2 separate regions of the Sus scrofa genome follow, and region 1 is linked to region 2. A link is a contact called in public HiChIP or PLAC-seq data. All regions are on one chromosome and are shown on one strand. Each heading gives the region's core, a stretch centred on a gene start, on an enhancer-like site or on the middle of the called end of the contact. The rest is flanking DNA. Distances are from core to core; before and after follow the strand shown.

The links. HiChIP or PLAC-seq counts read pairs in DNA pulled down with a chosen protein or histone mark.
Region 1: an H3K27ac HiChIP or PLAC-seq map of alveolar macrophages shows a contact between it and region 2. The contact joins the enhancer-like site here to the promoter of C1H6orf203 in region 2. A contact is called at or near these places in 1 of 5 promoter capture datasets (liver), 12 of 47 Hi-C or Micro-C datasets (brain, fetal heart ventricle, fetal liver and 6 more) and 2 of 2 datasets of contacts at active chromatin or transcription factors (alveolar macrophages and skeletal muscle).

Annotation. Positions count from the first base shown.
Region 1 is chr1:73,211,910-73,216,604 of Sscrofa11.1, forward strand. All of the region lies in intron 2 of BEND3 (BEN domain-containing protein 3), which reads right to left. Among named protein-coding and RNA genes, the nearest start is that of BEND3, 10 kb to the right of the region's middle. Within about 2 kb of position 1,767, at least 21 of the 83 cell types and tissues checked have an H3K27ac peak or open chromatin away from gene starts, as enhancers often do. A contact at or near this core is called in alveolar macrophages, fetal liver, liver and 2 more, where this site is marked.
Region 2 is chr1:73,160,688-73,166,050 of Sscrofa11.1, forward strand. It overlaps C1H6orf203, which reads left to right and starts at 1,643. Exons shown (of 4, transcript XM_021090591.1): 1 at 1,643-1,747.

The DNA of each region.
Region 1 (4,695 bases), core at 517-3,016, 51 kb after region 2:
CCAGAGGGAAATTATTATATACATATTTTTGGTCATCTTTTGTCTTTTTAGGGCCAAACCTGCGGCATATGGAGGTCCCCAGACTAGATGTCGAATCGGAGCTATAGCTGCCAGCCTACACCACAGCCACAGCAACACCAGATCCGAGCCACGTCTGCAACCTACACCACAGCTCATGGCAACGCCGGATCCTTAACCCACTGAGCAAGTGCAGGGACCAAACCCGCAACCTCATGGTTCCTACTCGGATTCATTTCTGATGCGCCACAACGGAAACTCCAAGAAAGATTTTGCTTCGGAAATAACCCTGTCGATGTTTTAAAAGGGCATAGCGTGATCTTCCTCATCACTTTCAGCTTCTAAAGACCTATAACCAAATCTTTCCGTCATTTACAGAGCCCCAAGCACTTTAAAATTACAACACGAAATGAGCCAAGACCAGAAGAGCAAAGAACCTGGGCCATGGGGTCTTTTTACTTCGAGTTGATCTCAGGTTAAGCACAGGCAGGAACTCAAGGGTCAGGCTGAGGGTGGAAATCCTGCAGTAGGCCCTCTGCACCCATCAGCTGTTATTAATTACTGATACGTCCACAAAAAGCTGCAGAGAAAATGGAAGGGACAACAAACTCAATGTGACCTGGATGGAGATCACCTTTGATCACAATGGTTATTTCCATGACAGAAAGTCGGGAAGTCAACTTCCACACATTTTCCTCAACACAGGACTTCAAAACCTCTATTGACAGAAAAAGCCGAGCATTAAATTATGCGTAAAGATTCAAAATCAATTGTTCATTACAGGGCCACCCAGTCAATAATAACATACTTCAGACGTCACTGAGGTATCTCAACAATGTAATATAAAAATGCCATAAAGCAGATGAAGAAAATACGTCAAAATGTTAATTACCTCCAGTTAGGAGGATTATGGATGACTTTTTTCTTTATAGTTTCCTCTACTTTCCACATATGCTAGAGGGAGCATGCAATTCTTTAAAAATGAGAAATTTTCAAAAATGAAAAAATAAGCATCTTCGCAATCTTTACTGCCTAGCCAGGTTATACCCACAAAGAACCACAAGCTAAGAATGTAAAAATCAAATCACTGAAGTACTTAAAATACTGACACTCTAAGAAACAATTTAACAACTGACAAACTAGCCCAGACCTTTCATTTCTGCCTCTGAACGTGTAAAAATCTCCTCAGTATTATACGGGGAGGGGAGATCAGTAAGTCTCAGCTCACAAGCCCAGGTGTGAACAAAAAGGTGAAAAGATCAGCTTTGAACACTAAGGAAATGCCATTTCCTGATGGGTGCATTGTAGGCTTCATCAATGTGTTGTCTGATCCTTCGAGGGTTTTTTAAAATAAGCCACATTTCATGGGAGGAAAAAAAACAAAGCCGGAGACCCAGACCAAGTCTTTTGGATCAGGGATCTAAGCTGCATGCTGAAGCCAGTTCACTTAGAGTCTGCTGGGGAAAAGAATTTAGCTGGAGAGTAGCTTTGCAATTCCCGTGGCTGGGCCTGCCGAGTCTCTGCATTCTGGATGACAGGCAGCCCTGTCTCTGGGTTCTGAGCACCCTGGGAGATGCTCTGACCTGCACCCAGAGCCCTCCTTCCCTAAATCCTCAAACTGGACCAAAGTGGGCAAATCAGGGCCTAGCTCCAGGGTGAAAAGGCAGGATGCAGCAGAGGGGAGGGGAGGTCTGGAGAGCTGAGGAGTGGCTGGGCCACAGAAAAAGGAAGGAGGGCTCTGAGGTCACCGGCTAAAGTGCATGATAAGGAGTCACGCGAGAGTCTGACAGGGGAACTGTCCCTGTTAGGAGCTGGATGCCAGACCACGGCCAGGCGAGCAGGGGGCACCTGGCCTGGCCATCCCTTGGCAAAGCCTTCCACCCGCACAGGATGGTGGGTCTCTTCCCTAAGCGCTCCAAGGGTTTCCAGAGCAAAGTGTCCTCTTGTCCCGGCCACAGGGGCTATGAGTGCTGGGGGAGCCTTTGCAGCAAGTTCTTTCAGGAGAGCCTAGCCCCAGGCTCCTGCGAGAGCAGCTTGAGGCTAATCAGAGGCACTGGCGGAGGACTGCGGCTGCCCAAGTCACACAGGACCAGCAGCAGGCCCAGAAATGGGAAGTACTTGGGCTTCCTGAAACCTTGACGTGCAACTCCCGCCAGCTGACTCAGGATTCTGCCCCACGACATCGGAAACATCCTCGGGACTCAGGGCTCACCCTGTGCTGAGGTTCAGTCCCAGGGCCTGGCCCTGCAGCCTGAGCTCAGGCTTCTCTGGGGCAAATCCTCCGGACCTCCACTCCCATTTCCAGGGTAAAGGGAGCCCCAGAATAGGAACGTGACAGGAGCCTGGGACCCTGGGGATAAAGGCTGTGCAGGGAGGCCACCTACAAAAGGCAGAGCTGGGAGAACAGGCCCAGTCCATTTTATTTTATTTTATTTTTGTCTTTTTGCCATTTCTTGGGCCGCTCCCGCGGCATATGGAGGTTCCCAGGCTAGGGGTCTAATTGGAGCTGTAGCCACCAGCCTAGGCCAGAGCCACAGCGACGTGGGATCTGAGCCATGTCTGCAACCTACACCACAGCTCACAGCAAGGCTTAACTCACTGAGCAAGGACAGGGATCGAACCCGCAACCTCATGGTTCCTAGTCGGATTCGTTAACCATTGCACCACGACGGGAACTCCCCAGTCTATTTAAAGATGTTAATAAAACATAGGCAAAGATTTAAACAGTTTAATTAAGACCTAACTAAACCTTACTTCATCCTGCCAAGTCACATGGTCTGACTTCATGAAACCTCCCCAGCACTGGTCTTACTGATTTTTAAAACTTCAACATAGAACAGGAGGACAGCAGCTACCATTCATGTAGCGCTGGCTCCCAGGTCTCAGTGTTTTACATGTTCGCCTGAGCAACCCTCACACGAGCCCTTACTCTGCAAACAGAGAAGCAGGGGGGCCAGCAGGCTATGCCTCGAGGGGAAGAGGAGGTGCTGCAGAGAGCAGAGGCAAGGAAAGAGGCGGTGGGCTTGGGGTGATGGCTTCGTTCCAGCCTTCTGAGAAGAGTTGGGCCTGAAGGTGGCATGACTGCCAGCTTTGCTTCCTCCTTTCCCTGCTGAGCACACCTTTGTAGGCTGTAGGGTGGGCTCAGAGGCAGGAGAAAGTCATCAGGCTGGTGGGCCTTGGGATCACCAAGGCAGGGACCAGTGCAGCTGACCTGAAAGAAAATGGAATTCCCTACTCAACTTTAGGGGCAGACAGATGTGGGTTCTATCAATCCCTGGGCAAGTGGCTTACCAGCCCAAGCCTTGGTGTTTTCTTCAGGTTAAAGGAGCTGCATGACACTGCCTCACCTCCTAAGGGCTTGGTGAAAACTACAAAGGAAAAAGTGCCTGGCACACAGCACTCAGTAAATGTTCTCTATGATAAAGCCTTCTTTAAAAAAAAAAAAAAAATTTAAGGAGTTCCTGTCGTGGCTCAGTGGTTAATGAATCCAACTAGGAACCATGAGGTTGTGGGTTCGATCCCTGGCCTTGCTCAGTGGGTTAAGGATCTGGCGTTGCTGTGGCTGTGGTATAGACTGGCGGCTATAACTCCGATTCGACATCTAGCCTGGGAACCTCCATATGCTGCGGATGCAGCCCCAGAAAAGACCAAAAAAAAAAAGTCTCCTTTAAAAAAAAAAAAAAAAAAAAAAGGAGTTCCCGTCGTGGCTCAGCGGTTAATGAACCTGACTAGTATCCATGAGGACAAGGGTTCAATCCCTGGCCTCAATCAGTGGGTTAAGGATCCAACTTTGCCATGAGCTGTGCTGGAGGTTGAAAACTTGGCTCGGATCCTGAGTTGCTATGGCTGTGGTTTAGGCCGGCAACTATAGCTCTGATTCAACCCCTAGACTGGGAACCTCCATATGCCGTGGGTGCCGTCCTAAAAAGCCAAAGGAAAAAAAAAGCATGTTGAAAGTGCATCTTAATGGTGAATCTTTTTTAAAACTGTAAAATTAAATAAAATGGTTCAAAACTTTAACATTTCTTTCAAATGAAAGAATAAAGAAACATTCGGCTGGAAGGGGTGAAATCAAAATGCTCTCCCTAAGGACAGGAAGAATGTTCCCATGCCATCCACTCTGCCCGGGCTCAGTCTCTGGGTCTGTAGGAATGGCTGGGAGCCTCGAGGCTCTCAGAACCCGGCCCTCTTGGCAGTGGCATCCTGCCCATGGGACTTGCAGGACATGTTTGCAATTTGTTTTTATTTTTAGACACATCTGCAAATGCAGTTTGAAAAATACCAGTCCTCACAAAACCAGGGCAATTTTCCCCCAAGTTTTTCTAAAGCTGTAATTGTCGCTGCTTTCCTTATTCAGTCAGAGTACAACCTCATCTTTCAGCATGTATCGAAGGACAACTGCACGGCCCTGTCTGCCTGCAATGTGGCACCTCACCCTTTAGACACTGAATTTCCTGAATGTCACTTTATGTGATGTCTTCCTCAGCTAAGGGCTTCTACGTATTAAGCCCTCCCTGGCCTCAGGAAGGATTGGCTACCTGCTTAAACATCAATGATAGGAGGTGCCAGACTCAGCTTTTAATTTTAACCTTGGCATCCAGAAGCTGGGGTCAAGGAGAAAAGGAGGGCCAGCAGATCCCAGCAGTCACCCATGTGACTGAGTGGACATTGGTGACT
Region 2 (5,363 bases), core at 393-2,892:
AGGAAGGCGGATGCTCTGAAAACAAGAAAAAGAAACACATAATTTAACAGAGCATGTATCCCTATAAGTAATAATGTGAACATGTATGAATCCTCTTGAAACAGACTGTCCCTTGGAAGCTCTTCCTTTAATTTCTGGCTCATCTTTTCACACCATGAAAAGGCAGTATTTTCAGAGTTGGGTTTTGTTTGTTTTGTTTTGTTATCTAATCACCCACTGACTGACTGGTAAGGTGATCTCTTAGTTCTTGAAAATATGTTCTGAACTTCCCTTTTATTGTCAGAAAATTCTGGTGGGTGTGTGCATTTTTCTGGAGACAATATCTATAACTCAAAGATGTTCACAGAGGTTGGTGATCACAGAAAAATCCAAGGCCCACAGCATTAAAATAAGCTCTTGTGCCAAAAATAAACCCATGCACCAATGGTCAACTAATCTATGACAAAGGAAGCAAGAATATACAATGGAGAAAAAGTCTCTTCACTGAGTGGTGCTGGGAAGATTGGACAACTACATGTAAAATAATGAAATTAGAACATTTTCTAAGACCACATACAAAAATACACTCAAAATGGATTAAAGCCCTAAATGTAAGACCAGATACCATAAAATTCCTAGAAGAAAACATGGGCAGAACACTCTTCAACATAAATCATAGCAAAAATTTTTTGGATCCTTCTCTGAAACAAAGGAAATTAAAAGCAAAAATAAACAAAAAGGATCCAATTAAACTGAAAAGCTTTTTCACAGCAAAGGAAACCATCAACAAAATGAAAAGACAACCTACCAAATGGGAGAAAAAAATTGCAAATGATGACTGCTAAGGGGTTAATATCCAGCTGACATAAACAGCTCACCAAACTCGACAACACAAAAACGAAAACAAAAACCAAGCACTAACCAGATTAAAAATTAGACAGAACTGAATAGAAATTTTTAAAAGAGGAAATAAAGATACAAACAGGCACAAGAAAAGATCCTCATCATCGCTAATCATCAGGGAAATGCAAATCAAAACCACAGTGAGATATCACCTCAGACCTCTCAGAAGGGCTATCAGCAAAAAGACCACAAAAAAATGTTGGTGAGGCGGGGGAGGGGTTGGTCGGGAAGCTGGACAGAGAAAGACAAATACTCGATGTTATCACTTATATGTGGAATCTAAAAAAATACAACTAGTGAATATAACGAAAAAGAAACAGACGCTCAGCTATAGCCAAAAAACTAGTAGCTACCTTTGGGGAGAGAGAAGGGGCGGGGCATTCTAAGGGTAGGGGATTAAGAGGCACAAAAAATAAGCTACAAAGATAATATTGTTCAATATGGAGAATATAGCAAATATTTTATAATAACTCTGAGGAGTACCACCTTTAAAAATTACAAATCTCTATATTATACACCTGTAACTTATATAATGTTATACATCAACTATCTTAAATGAAAAATAAGTCAACTAATTTAAAAAAATAAAGCTCTCTTCAACCATGTGTAACCACCAGGCTCAGGCTTCCGGCTCGGCTCAGAGACGTGTCTGTCCTCGGGGCTGCCCTCCCGGCCCAGTCCGCCCGGCCGCGTCTTCCAGCAGAGGTCGCTGCGCCGCCGACGCCGCGCCCGAGTGCCCCGCCCAGCCCGCTCTCACTGCGCCGGCGCCGACGGAAGGGGCGGGGCGAGGCCAGGGAGGGGCCTGGAGGCCGGCGGTCTCGGCCTCGGTGGGAGACCGGGTGGGAGGAGCGGCGGTGACGTGCAGGTAACTGCGCCCCGGCCGGGCGTGCAGTGCCCCCGGCCCGCGCCCCCTTCTGTTGCTTCACCGCGCGCACGTGGCAAATACGGGCGTGGCGTTCTCCTGTCCTCTCCCTGCGGTGTCAGGTCTCCGCGTGAGTCTCTCGCGTCCTATCCTGGCCAGGTCGGGCCGCTCCGGGGGCTGCAGGGTCCGTGGGAACCCGGTGGGCAGAGGCGATCTGCCCCGGGCCCGGCAGCACCTGCTTGCTGCAGACACAGACCGTGAGCTCGAGGACTCTGGTGTCCTGTTTCCCTTGACCTTGAGGACCTGGGAAGGTGCGCAGCCCGAGGGGTGTAGGGAGGGAGCAAGGGGAACCCGACCTTGTCTCAGCATTTCGTCACTCTCCGAGGTCTCTAGGAGAAGACAGGATTTTTAGTTGCAGTTGACCTAAAAGCAGTTAGATCAGGTTCGCCACACAGAGTAGTTAGGCTTAAGAACGTGGAGAGATTCCACATGTCCCGCAGGTCACGGACAGCGTTGCCTTCGCACTCCACTCATTACTTTTTTTTTTTTTTTTAAACAGCCTTCGTTTATTTCACAGATTTTATATCTGTCTTGAAGATCTCGAAACCTCGTTCAGGTTTCCTGCCACGATCATCCATCCCCTTTTAGGTTCACGCTGCCACCAAAGAAATCTTTTAAAAGGCACTCCTATGGGATCACTTCTCTACTTAAAATCTTTCTAGAACTCTCATGCTTTCTGGGTCAAGTCCACACTTTGATCTGGAAGCCCCTTGGAGATGTAGCCTCTTGCCCTTCAACCCAGGCCCATCTTTGTTCTTCATCCCAGTGCACTGGTTCTTCTGGTGTACTTTGATTTCACAGTATTTAATGAAGCATTTACCACGTGCCCAGCACTGTTCTGGGCACTTGGGATTGACACAGGCAAACAGGTTATATTCTAGTAGAAGAGACATCAAAAAACAAAACTCCCATAAAGTGTATAATATGATAGCAGGTAGTAAGTGCTGTGGTGAGAGAAAGTAGAACAGAGTAAGGGGAAATTGGGAGGGCAAGATGCCTGTTAAATGGAGTTAGAATGAGTAGACTTTATGGAGGTGAAGATGAGTTATCCACAGGTAGCTGGGCTAACAGTGTTCTCTCGAAGTTGGAACAAAGAATCCCCAGAAGTGTACCTGTTGTTTTGAGGATCATTGGGAAGGAGCTGTGTGAGCAAGAGAGGCAGGAGGTGATGAGGGGCCAGATTGCACAGGGCCTGTAGGCCAAGGTAGGGATTTTGCTTTTCCAAGTGTTTTTTTAGGGTTTTGAGGGAAGGAATGGCATACTATAAATTAAAAGACTCACTTTGACTGTTCTATGGAGAATAGACTGCAGGGGGCCTTTTAGTAATGCTGGTGATAGATGAGGGCCTGAATCTGGTAGCAGTGGAAATGGTGACAAGTGATGGGATAATGGCCATGTTTTGGAGATAAGCTAACATCATTTCCTAATATAATGGATCTGGGTGGAAAGAGAAGAGTCAAGAGTGACCGGAAGCTTTTGCCCTCGGGAACTAGGAAGGTAGAGTTACAATTAACTGAGATGGGGAAGGCTGCAGGTAGAGCAGGTTTGGGTTGGGATGTATCAGGAGTTTGTTTTTGGACAAATTAAGTTTGAGGTGCCTGTTATGCACTCAGATGGAGATGTTGAATAGCCACTTGGATATTGTATCCGTGTCTCCAAGACTGCCCCTTGGTTCATTGATTTCACTAGGAAGACTCAACAGAACTCAGCTGTGGGTCATGGCCATGACTGATTACAGCAAAAAGATGCAAAGCACAATATGTAAGGGAGAAGATGCATGGGACAAAGTCTGGAGTGAACCGGGTGCAGTCTTCCAAGTGTCCCCTCCCAGTGGAGCACAAAGGACATGCTTCATTCTTCCAGCAAGAATTGTGACAAGAAGTGAAATGTTGGTCTGTCAGGAAAGCTCATTAGAGACCCAATGCTTATGATATTGATTGGAATTTAACCACACAGGCACCTTGTACCTAGAATGTTCCAAAATCCCAGACTCCCAGAAGGAAAGCAGGTATTCAGCATAAATCAAATTGTGCGGGCAGTTTAGGTACAGTAAGTCACTCATGTTGGTTCTGGGAATGGCAAGAACCCTCCAGAAATCCAAGTTCCCAGATACCAGGCAAGGGCCAGCCTGGCAGGCAGACCTGTCTAAGGATCACACTGTCAGACTTGCTGTATTATCTCTTGTCCTCAGGTATACAGGTCTGGGATTTGGGAGGCAGGTCTGGAATGGGGATATGGATTAGGGTGGTATTTAAAGCCATGGAAATATCTGGTGTCTTGATACGTAATTAGCAGAACTGACTGATGGAGCTGAGCTGGATGAAGTGAATGTAGAGGAGGACCAGAGGCTAAGCTCTGGGATTCTCCAATATTAAGATGTCAGGGAGGAGAAGGAGGCAGCAAAGGAGGCTTGAAAAGCAGCAGCGGGTGAGGTAGGAAAACCAAGAGGGAGCTGTCCTGGAAGAAGCGGGAGTGGTGAGTCGTTTCCTGTGCTGCTGAGAAATCAGATAAGACGAGGACTAACATGACCTTTTGGATTTAGAAAATGAGAGGCATTGAGGAAAATACAGACAGCATTTTGAGTTTTGTTGTAAAGAGGAGCAGAATAAAGGTAGCTGGGGTGGGGGTGGGGTTAGGAGAATGTTGATTAGGTTGGTTTATTCGAAATAAGAAATAACAGCTTGCTGATGGAAACAGGCCATTAGAAAGCAAAAAATTACTATAATATGGTGTTTCCCCAAAGCTCAGTTTCAGGCCGCTGTTGCTATCAGAACTGCTCAGGCGTCCTTGCTCTGGGCTCCAGCCTGGGCAGGGTCTAGCCTCCTCTGGAACTCAGCTTTCACTTTTGTTTTCTGACGGCTGGGTTTATTGCCCACGTTCCACTTAAATGGTAGTTCATGAGGACAAGGACTATGTGTTTTATATCCGGGCTTAGCTGGCCACTTGGCATAAGCAGGTAAGTGAGCGAGGGCATGGATGTGGCAATGGATAGGATGCCCTCATTTCTAGAAGGTGAATCTGCAAGTACTCTCTGGTTTTTATATGTGATCAGCAGATTGGGGGTGGGGTGAGGAATGGGCCACAGTTCCTGCTCTTAGTTTGAGAGCTAGGGATGGTACAGAAGACACGGAGCATTGTGCAGGGTGAGTTTGAAAAGGGGCCTGGTGACTGTGGGCAGGGGAGGGTGGATCATGTGTGGAGCCTAGATGAGGGCGAGGCCTTGCTCAGAGGACAGAAACTTTTTTTTCCCCTTTGGTAGTATAATGCTTTTTTCGAAAGAAATAGAAGGAACCGCAGCACCACTCCTGATCTGGTTGAAGAGCGGCTGGTAGGTCTGTGAAGTAGGATTTTTGACCATGTGGCAACCCTTCTTCCATTACTAGATCATCTCAAACCATCCTGAGGTACATGGGGAGGTCTGCCACCATCATAGTAAAATGGTTTCTGCCACTTTTGAGCTAGTGAAAGAATTGATTGCTCTGTGGCCTGTCAGCACCTCTGAGCCTCAGCAAACAAATGTCTAGTTTGAGGGTCTCCAGGCCCCTTCCTTCTCTGCTAG